Linked DNA regions of Sus scrofa: region 1 is linked to region 2. The links are chromatin contacts, called in public Hi-C maps. All regions are on one chromosome and are shown on one strand. Each heading gives the region's core, a stretch centred on a gene start, on an enhancer-like site or on the middle of the called end of the contact. The rest is flanking DNA. Distances are from core to core; before and after follow the strand shown. Region 1 overlaps LOC106509952 (a long non-coding RNA gene). Region 2 has its middle 350 kb from the start of MYC.

Region 1 (4,254 bases), core at 1,616-4,115, 130 kb after region 2:
CAGATCATGTACACGGAGGGGTTACCTGATTTATCCTTATCGTATCATTCAATCATTCACAAGGAGGTGACGTATCATGTAATGTACGTGGTCCTAGGCAACCCCTGCCCTGGCAGAATTCAAGTCCTCTAATAGCCATTATCGACTTCCCATTATATCTATCACCAAAAGACACTGCCTGACCACAAAACCTCAACAGGAGACGGGGTTAAGATGGACGAATAGCTTCTCTCGTAAAAACAACAACATTACAACCAAATGCTGAAGAACCTTCAACCAAGTGGACTGGAAACTTTCCAAAAAGATGCTCTACTCCAGAAGACAAAGAAGAGGCCACATCAACATGCTAGTCCCATTAACAAGCAGAGCTCTTGGAACTGAGGGGGCCTTGTCACTTGCGTGGCCACAGAAGGAACGTGGTGTGACTTCAAGGTCTAGTCGGGAAGATGTCTGGCCGCTTTTGCTCTCACCCTCTTGGAAATCTGCAACTGCCGGGTGAAGAAACCTGGACTCACCTGGAGATGGAGCTCAGAAGGCAACCAGCGCGAAACCCTGCACTGGTATGTGAGACCACTCAGGCCTGATGAAGCCACCAGGTCGCTGTAGCCACATGAGTGACCCCAGGGTGATGAGATGATAGTGGGCACTCTAAGGAGTGTAGGAAGAAAAGAAACCCCCGAGGAGAGCAGACGGCAAGGGAGGAGAAACCGTGGTCTTTGGCAACACCGTGGAGCCGAAATTAACCGAACCTGGACCCATCCCACCTCCACAGCTCGGTTATGTGAAATAACGAGCTCTGATCACTGAAGGCAAAATAACCAAAACAACAACAACAACAACAAAACACCTCAGTGGCATAAGCACTAAGCGTTCCATGTCCACACACCTGGGTGGTTGGGCAGGGAGCTCTGATGATCTTGGCTGGGCTCACTCAGGGTCTGGGAGTTGACTGGCTGTCAGCAGGTCTAGGCGGGTCTCAACTAGGAGGATTAGAGCACCTTGGTTATACTCGAGATGTCTCTCCTTCTTGTGGAAGCAGAAGGCCAGTCTAGAAAGGCCCTTCCCATGGTGATGGCAGAGGTCCAACAGCACAAATGCAAACACTTTTCCAAGCTCTCCCTGAAGTCTGCCTGTTAACACCCCGCCGTCATCAAGTTCGGCATCAGAAATACACGGAATAGGTGAAGGGCCGGATCATTCATGAAATCAATTCATCATGTCATTTTATGGAGAGAAAAGGGACAGTATCTGTAATGATGTTACTTATGGAAAGTTACGGAGCTAAGGACCCACCAGGATTTGAACCTGGGCTCTTTGGGCTGTACTAAGCCCTGTGCCACTGCCACGGGAGCACAGGCACAGAGGAGACGTGGCGACAACCTGGAACACCCAACAAAGGGACCCTGCTGGGGAGCACTTGGGCGCATCTTAGGTATGGAAGGCCTTGCAAGGGCAGTGAACACCCACCTCGCCCAGGAACGGCAGCCTGAGAACACACATGGCTTCTGGCCGTGGAACACTCTCCTTCACTCAACGCAGAATGAGAGCAAACAGCAGTGAGTCAAACAGCTGGAATCAGCCAGCAGCTGGAATCGACTCCTTGGGCGAGTGAGCAGGAAGGAAACTGTGCCACAGAAAGCAATGCAATCTTCTCTGCATTTCCAAGAGCCAACCACCGAGGTCAAGCCGAGGCTCCGTGTTCACTGAACCACGTCTTCCCCGTCCCCACTAGTCTAAGCCCCGCACGCAAACCGACTGCGCCACGGGAGCACCTCCCCAACCCCACCCCGAAATGGCCTGGCTGCACGGGAGACAAGGAGAGTGGGCTGTGAAGCCCCGCTGCACGGGTCTGCTGCTCTGCTGCCTCTGCTGCATTGAGACTAGAAAGAAAAGCCCCGACAGGGACCCCAGCAGATACTCAGCCTCTGATTCGCTGGTTCTGGGGTGGAGTCCGGGAGATAGTATTTTTCATAAACTCCACCAGACCACTTTGGCACAGGGATTCTTCAGCTCCCATTTTGAACCCCTTCTCCCCAGGACGGACCAAGGAATGCAGCTGTCACATTGGTCCATGCCCCACAGAGATCATATGTGCTGCAAGCATTCACTTTCTGATGGGGAAACAGATGCAAATAACCGGGCTTGCACGCGTGTGCCTATGTCTACACACAGAGGGGAAGCTCCGTGACCAGGCAGGGCAGCTAGCAAGCACTTCGCACCACAAGCATCGTTCTGAGCCTGTGCTCCCGTTCCTGCATCTAAGCCGCACAATAATTGTGTGAGGCGAGGGGTGTGTGTCTATCACCATTTTTCCGATGAGAACGCTAAGGCACAGAGACTAGTCCCAAAGCCCGGAGCTAGAAAGCTCTGGCTGTGTCAGCAGATGTTCTAATGCACGGGCTACAGAGGAAGGAACCATTCACTGCCTGGCAAGGCCGCCTGCCCCCAGAGACTCAAGCCTGTCCCTTAGCGCCCTTCAAAAATGAGAGAGAAGTTCTGGAACGTGCCTTGTAGCCCCAGGTCCTTAGGGCAGTGCTGCCGAGATCACGGAACTACTTTCGAAATACCTTTCCGATGGGAAACGGCTTCGAGACTTTGACCTGTCATTTCCTGCCCACCTTCTCACATCGAGTTCACCACCCTTTCTGTCGAGCCACCATCCAAAGAGGTGGTACCTGGAGGGAGGCAGTTAGCCCTGGGCCCACCGTGTGCCCCCAGGCGAGGAACAGGCCTTGCTCGCACAGGCTTGCTGGGACCAAAATCTTCCCTTCTGCGGAGAAGGAACTGAAGGAGCCTCAGAGAGGTTACGGAACTTGCCCAGGTCCACACAGCCAGTCCAATGCTCAGCCCTGCATCCGAACTTTAGTCTCATCTAATCTAGAGCCAGAGTTCTCGCCTCCTCTAAACGGTGATTCACGCGCCTGTGTCAAGGCACTTGGGGATTTGAAGAAAACGTCAGGAGCAAAGCTGAAGAATGCGATGACTGTCTTTACTGGAGGGAAAGGCACTTCCTGCGTAGTTATTAAAAGTAATCAAAGGGGGTGGGGGTGGGGCAGGCTGGGAAGAGAAAATCGGCTGCTTCCCAGCAGAGGGGGGTTTCTGGAGCCAAGAAGATGCTATGTTCTGGAAGGAACATTCCAAGGCAGGGTCGGGCTGCCTGCATGCCCAGGGCCGTGGCGGAGGGCCCCGGGACCCAGTCGGCCCAAGGCTCTCTGTGGACGTGGCTTCCGAGGCTGGGGACGGGCCTCCAGCCAGCAGCCGACAGGACAGACTCTTCGGCAAGCTTCCCTAGGATGGAATATGGAAAGATATCTTCCCTCCCTCCCTGTATTTCCTCAGCTTGGGGAAAAAATAGAAGAGAGAGAGAGAGAAAAGAGGCCTTCCTATCGCAACAGAGGATAAGAACTCACAAATGGAAAATCCACAGGCCAAAAATGAAATTCTGAAGAAAACATCATTTCCAACTCAGGCTGGTGCAAACATCTCAAGTGTGGTCTGCCTGGTGTGGGAAGAGCAGCATTTAGAGCAGGGTGGGGCCGGGTCAGGGGCTCCCTGTGGAAGAAGAGATTCCAGCCAGGGGACAAGGAGTGCTGGGACATAAGTCAATTGCACCCAGTGGGGTGCAATGGGATTGTGACCTTGGACTTGGTCATTGCACTTGGGACACATCTATGAAACCGGGAATCATCTTTGCCACAAGGACCACGTGCCTGTGAAGTTTAAATAGCAACAAAAAAACAAAGTGTAGCAATAGTGTTCATCACGTTCATGCAGGGACAAAGAATCCTTCTCCCTCTGATGAGGGGGACAAAATGGTGCATGTAGAGGGAGGTGGTACAGATTATGGGACATGATGCTGCAGGTTCTAGAGCCAAACCACCTAGGTGGGGAATTGGGCTCTACTCTGAACTAACTGTGTGACCCTGGATAAATCACGTAACCTCTCTGTGCCCTAGTTTCCTCATCCAGAAAATGGAGACACTATAGTCCCAACTTCAGTGCATTTCTGCAAATGTTCAATGACCTAAGCATTAACGGTGATTGATGTGTGGTCAATACCTGTTAGCGATTATTATAAAATTGATGATAGTCATACTATGTCCTAAATAGTAAAATATCATTCACCAATGTTTGGGCCATCTTTGAACTCAATATAAGCAGCGCTACAAATGGAAATGCCGTTGCTGGCAGAGTGCACTAAAAATACTTCACGTTTCAAGAGCTAAGAGGCATCCGTTTTAAGGCAGTGCAAAA
Region 2 (4,706 bases), core at 860-3,359:
ACAAAATCTAGAACAAAATCATCCACTTCATTCATTGATTCATTTGTGCACTGCTGGACCCTGGACTGGGTGCCATGACTACAATGAATGACCAAGAGAGTGGTAGAGCCTGGCTTAATGGAGCTTCCAGCTTCATGAAGAAAACAGATCCTAACATGTAAAAATAATCAAGGATAGAGAGGCTACTAGATGCAAAAAGCAAAATGCTGTGGAACGTAGAGCAGACACCCCACTTTGTCCAGGGGAGTAAGGGTAAGCTTCATCACTGGGTGATGTCTATGCTGATCCATACAGGACGAGGAGGTGGTAAGAGAGAACAAGATCCCAGGTGAGCAGAACTACTTAAAGGCTAAGCTTGAGGCCATGAGAGGTCATGGCAAGCCTGGAAAGTCCAGCAGGTGCCCTTGTAAGTAGAGTTAGACTTCACCTTGAGGGCAATGGGAACCCATAGGGCAGGATTCAAGCCAAGATGAATTATTCAGAGACTGATTCAGAGAGCTCATCTGGGTACATGCGTGGATGAAGGGGGGCAGGCCTGGAGGCAGAGGCTTCAGGGAGATGGTCATAGCCCCAACAAGAGCATGGTAATGCGACACAGAAAGAGGATGGGTTGGGAAAACGCTCAGGAGTTACCCCTGCCAGGCTTATCCAACCTGAAGGCAACCTGTGAGGACCTGGGTGAACCAGGCGGGGCAGTGGGGTGGGTGAGGGGGGGCAATTCTTTCTGATTTCCGTGTGGAGTTTAACATGGTAGATTCCCCTGGGACATTAAAAAGCCACACCAAGAAAGATTCTGGCTCTGACTCCTTTATGCTTCTTTGGCTCCACATGCTTAAATCATAGCAACTCCCAAGATGCTCTTGGTAAGCCAAGCAGAATTTTTCTAATTTCTGGCCCCAAAGGTACACCTCCACAGAGCCTCAAGTCAGTGCAGCGGATGGAGAGGGAGGGAGAGCTGGAAAAATTAGGAAAGCCAGTTCTTGATAATAATAGGTCGCCTCCACATAATAACAGCTCTGGTTTATAGAGCACTTTCACAGACATTATCTCACTTGATTCTCACAGTAAGTGGAGAGCCGGGGGAGGAGGCACCCGGGTCAATTAGCATTAACCCCACCCTTTCGAATAACTTTTGGTGGCTCAGAGAGGTTAAGTGATTTGCCCAAGATTACAAAACCAGTGAGTAGTGGGGCTGGGAATGCAAGTTTTATGACTCCCACTTCTGTGCCTCAGCTCCCTCCCTTAGAGCTCGTTTTTTGGAAAGGGAGAGTGATTCTTTCTGCCTATGGAGAAGGTTATGTCTGCATGCCCATTAGCTCCTAACCACTGGGAAGTCAAGGCTAGAAGAGGATGCCTGAGTGGGTGGGGCACAAAATGGGAGAGTATTGAATGCCAAGCCAGGGGATACTGATAGCAAGGAAACATGCTCTCAGTGTGTGCCCGGGCTGCGGGGGCGGGGAGGGGGGGGGAGCTGGATGTACAAGATGCAAGGAGATGCTAGTACATCTCTGTACCCAGCGGGATTGGATTAGGGTGAAGTACGGGGAGAGGAAAGAAGATGAGCTCCACACAAGACTAAGGGGTTGCTGGGTGGACCTGTCCTTCAACAGAGTCTAAAGCCCACCTAGGCTTCAGCAAGTGGAGTTCCCATGTTGTGGCTCAGTGGGTTAGGAACCTGACGTTGTCTCTCTGAGGACGTGGGTTTGATCCCTGGTCTCATTCAGCGGATTGTTTCCAGCATTGCTGCAAGCTGCAGCGTAGGTGACAGAGGCGGCTCAGATCCGGCTTTGCTGTGGCTGTGATGTAGGCCTTGGCGGCCATTCCAATTCAACCCCTAATCTGAAAAGTTCCATGTGCCACAGGTGTGGCCAATAAAGTAAATAAAGAGATAAAAATTTTTTTAAAGGGAAGAAAAAGCAAATTCCACAAACAGCACCCCCAACTTTGAGTAGGGACCTTCAGGTAAAGGGTGTGTGCTCTGGTGCCTGTTCGTGTCACCAAAGGGGTGACAGGAAGAAAGACCTGAGGTGCTGTGTCTGGACAATGCAATGAAATCCACAAAGCAGAAACCAGCTCACATGTCCCTGCCAGGCCCCGGGTCTGGCAGCAGATCAGGAAGCTTGTGTGAGGTTCCCGTTTCGGGAGCGGTTGAGCTGTGTCTCTCCAACCCCTGAGGACCACAGAAAGGAACTTTGCCAGGATGATCCACAACAGCGCCCCCAGGAAGGAAGGAAGGAAGGAGGGAGGGAAAGGTTTCTGGGGATCCTGCAGGAGATGGCCCTGTGGACAACATCCTGAAGTGGTGCCACTCAGGGCACGTGAATGTCCAACCGCAGGCACCCTGGGCACTTCCTGCAAACCTGCTGCACTGCAGATCCTATGCAAAGCCCTTTATGCTTAACCCTGTTCTGTCCTAGCAACACTGTTTCATTATGTTGAGGAAATTGGAGCCCAGAGTGGCTTCGCTCTCTGTTCAAGGTCACATAGGCAGTGAACTACAAAAGGGAGATTTTTCTGGGAGGTTTAAAAGCTCCGCATCCATGTCCTTCCCACTCCCCGCAAAACCTTGTGAGCCTGTGTGCTTGAAATAGCACAGCAGGGAGAGGAGAGGAAGGGGATGTGGGGCAGGGTGGAAACTGTGTCTTGAGCCACCGCCCTGACTCACTCTCCTTAATAAGCATCTAATGACAGCTGAAGTGTCTGCCTTGGGGGAGTTGGGTTTCTAGAATAGTACTGCGGAGGGGAATCCAGACTGGCTGTGACTGGGGCATGAATCAGCATGGCGACTTCTAGGGCAAAGAGGAAGCCTTAATTAACAGCAGCCCCGGATGCAAAAGGAACAGCATCGAGGCTGTCTGACAAGCCAGGCTCAAAGGGACTACATCCTGGGTCCCTGTTTCCATCTCCAGGCTTATTTCGAAGTACTTCCTAGGACAAGCTGTTTGCCACCAAGCCTTCCTACAGGTCACCGCTACCAGGATCCCCCTCCAGCCTCGATCTTTGCTCCCAAAATGTTCTCCACTGGGAATATTCTCACCCTCTTCTCTGACCCATACCCTCTGGGGGCAGGTAACATAGTAGTTTGGGATTAACAGATACATGCTACTATATACAAAGCAGGTAAGCAACAAGGACCTACTGTATGGCCCAGAGAACTGTACTCAGTATCTTGTAAAAACATACAATGAAAAAGAATCTGAAAATGTATGTGTGTGTGTATATGTATATATATATGATATATATTTTTATATTTATATATATTTTATCAAATATATATTATATTTATATATATTTTATAAAAAATATATAATATATATGAATCAGTTTGCTGTACATTTGAAACTAACACAACATTCTAAATTAACGACACTTCAGAGTTTCCGTCGCGGTGCAGTGGTTAATGAATCTGACCAGGAACCATGAGGTTGCAGGTTCCATCCCTGCCCTTGCTCAGTTGGTTAATGATCCGGCGTTGCCATGAGCTGTGGTGTAGGTTGCAGATGCAGCTCGGATCCCGTGTTGCTGTGGCTCTGGCGTAGGCTGGTGGCTACCGCTCCGATTCGACCCCTAGCCTGGGAACCTCCATATGCCTCGGGAGTGGCCCAAGAAATGGCAAAAAGACAAAAAAAAACAATTAATTAATTAATGACGCTTCAATTAAAAAAAAAAAAGCTGAGTCCAAATCTCTCTTTCCACGAGATCTCACTATCCTGGCCTGCCCACTGTTGGGTTGATTGAATCATTCCTTTGGACACGATTTACTAAGCATCTCCCATTCCTGGACACTTTGGGAAACATTAGGATGCGATGACAGAAGACAGTCCCCGCCTTTGTTGCCTCATAGGGAATTACACGGCAATAGAGTGTAAGAAGAGTACCAATAAGAGCTTGAAGGATGCTTCACTGTTACAGAAACGCTTGTGTTTTCTGGGCTATGGAGGAGTCGGGATGCCTTCTAGAAGGAGGCAGCACCCCAGACATGTTTTGAACGATGGGTGAGATAAATGAAAAGCTACTTACTTAGACTCAAGAGATCTGGTTGGGTTCTAGCCAACACTCCACCTCTGTCTCTGCGGACCTGGAGCAGGTCCTCTCACCTCTTTGAAACTCATGAAGGGGCTGGACTGGCACAGCAGCCAACATCTCGCCTGCTCCTGCTCTGATCTCCGTATGGACTGACCCCCTAATTATTACTCATCTCACGTCTTGGGTCTCCAAGCCTCGATTTCTTTGTATGTCAAATGGAGATGCTAATAAGCCTTGAGACTCTAGAAAATCCAACAGAAGAATGTGTGGGGAAGTGCTGAGTGCTGGAATGGTGCTTCTTTCCTTCCAAGGATGGACACACCATATAAACATCATAATTCTTGCCAGATTAAGCTTCACTTGTCTCCCTCCCTCCCTCTCTCTCTCTCTCTCTCTCTCTCACACACACACACACACACACAATTGTTATCCCCAAATATCAGAATATTTTCCTCCTTCTTCCTATGAAAACACTGAACTCAGTCCAAAGCCCTCTCCATCCAAACCCCTGGCAGCATCCGTCCCACCACAGGACAATTTAATTCATCTCTTCCTTTTGATATTAATTAAGGGATCTGCTTATCGGCTCCTCACCACAACTCAGCCACCTACTACCATAAGTGAACACCATTTCGGGGTCCTACCTTCGGAGTGTCTGTCCCCCATGTCACCGTAGACCT

The links. A called contact is a pair of places that touch in the nucleus more often than the background predicts.
Region 1: a contact with region 2 is called in a Hi-C map of retroperitoneal adipose tissue, with 1.6 times the contacts expected there. The contact joins two enhancer-like sites. A contact is called at or near these places in 4 of 47 Hi-C or Micro-C datasets (embryonic fibroblasts, omental adipose tissue and retroperitoneal adipose tissue).

Annotation. Positions count from the first base shown.
Region 1 is chr4:12,234,531-12,238,784 of Sscrofa11.1, forward strand. All of the region lies in intron 3 of LOC106509952 (a long non-coding RNA gene), which reads right to left. Among named protein-coding and RNA genes, the nearest start is that of MYC, 220 kb to the right of the region's middle. Within about 2 kb of position 2,866, at least 12 of the 83 cell types and tissues checked have an H3K27ac peak or open chromatin away from gene starts, as enhancers often do. A contact at or near this core is called in retroperitoneal adipose tissue, where this site is marked.
Region 2 is chr4:12,106,447-12,111,152 of Sscrofa11.1, forward strand. No RefSeq gene overlaps it. Among named protein-coding and RNA genes, the nearest start is that of MYC, 350 kb to the right of the region's middle. Within about 2 kb of position 2,110, at least 19 of the 83 cell types and tissues checked have an H3K27ac peak or open chromatin away from gene starts, as enhancers often do. A contact at or near this core is called in retroperitoneal adipose tissue, where this site is marked.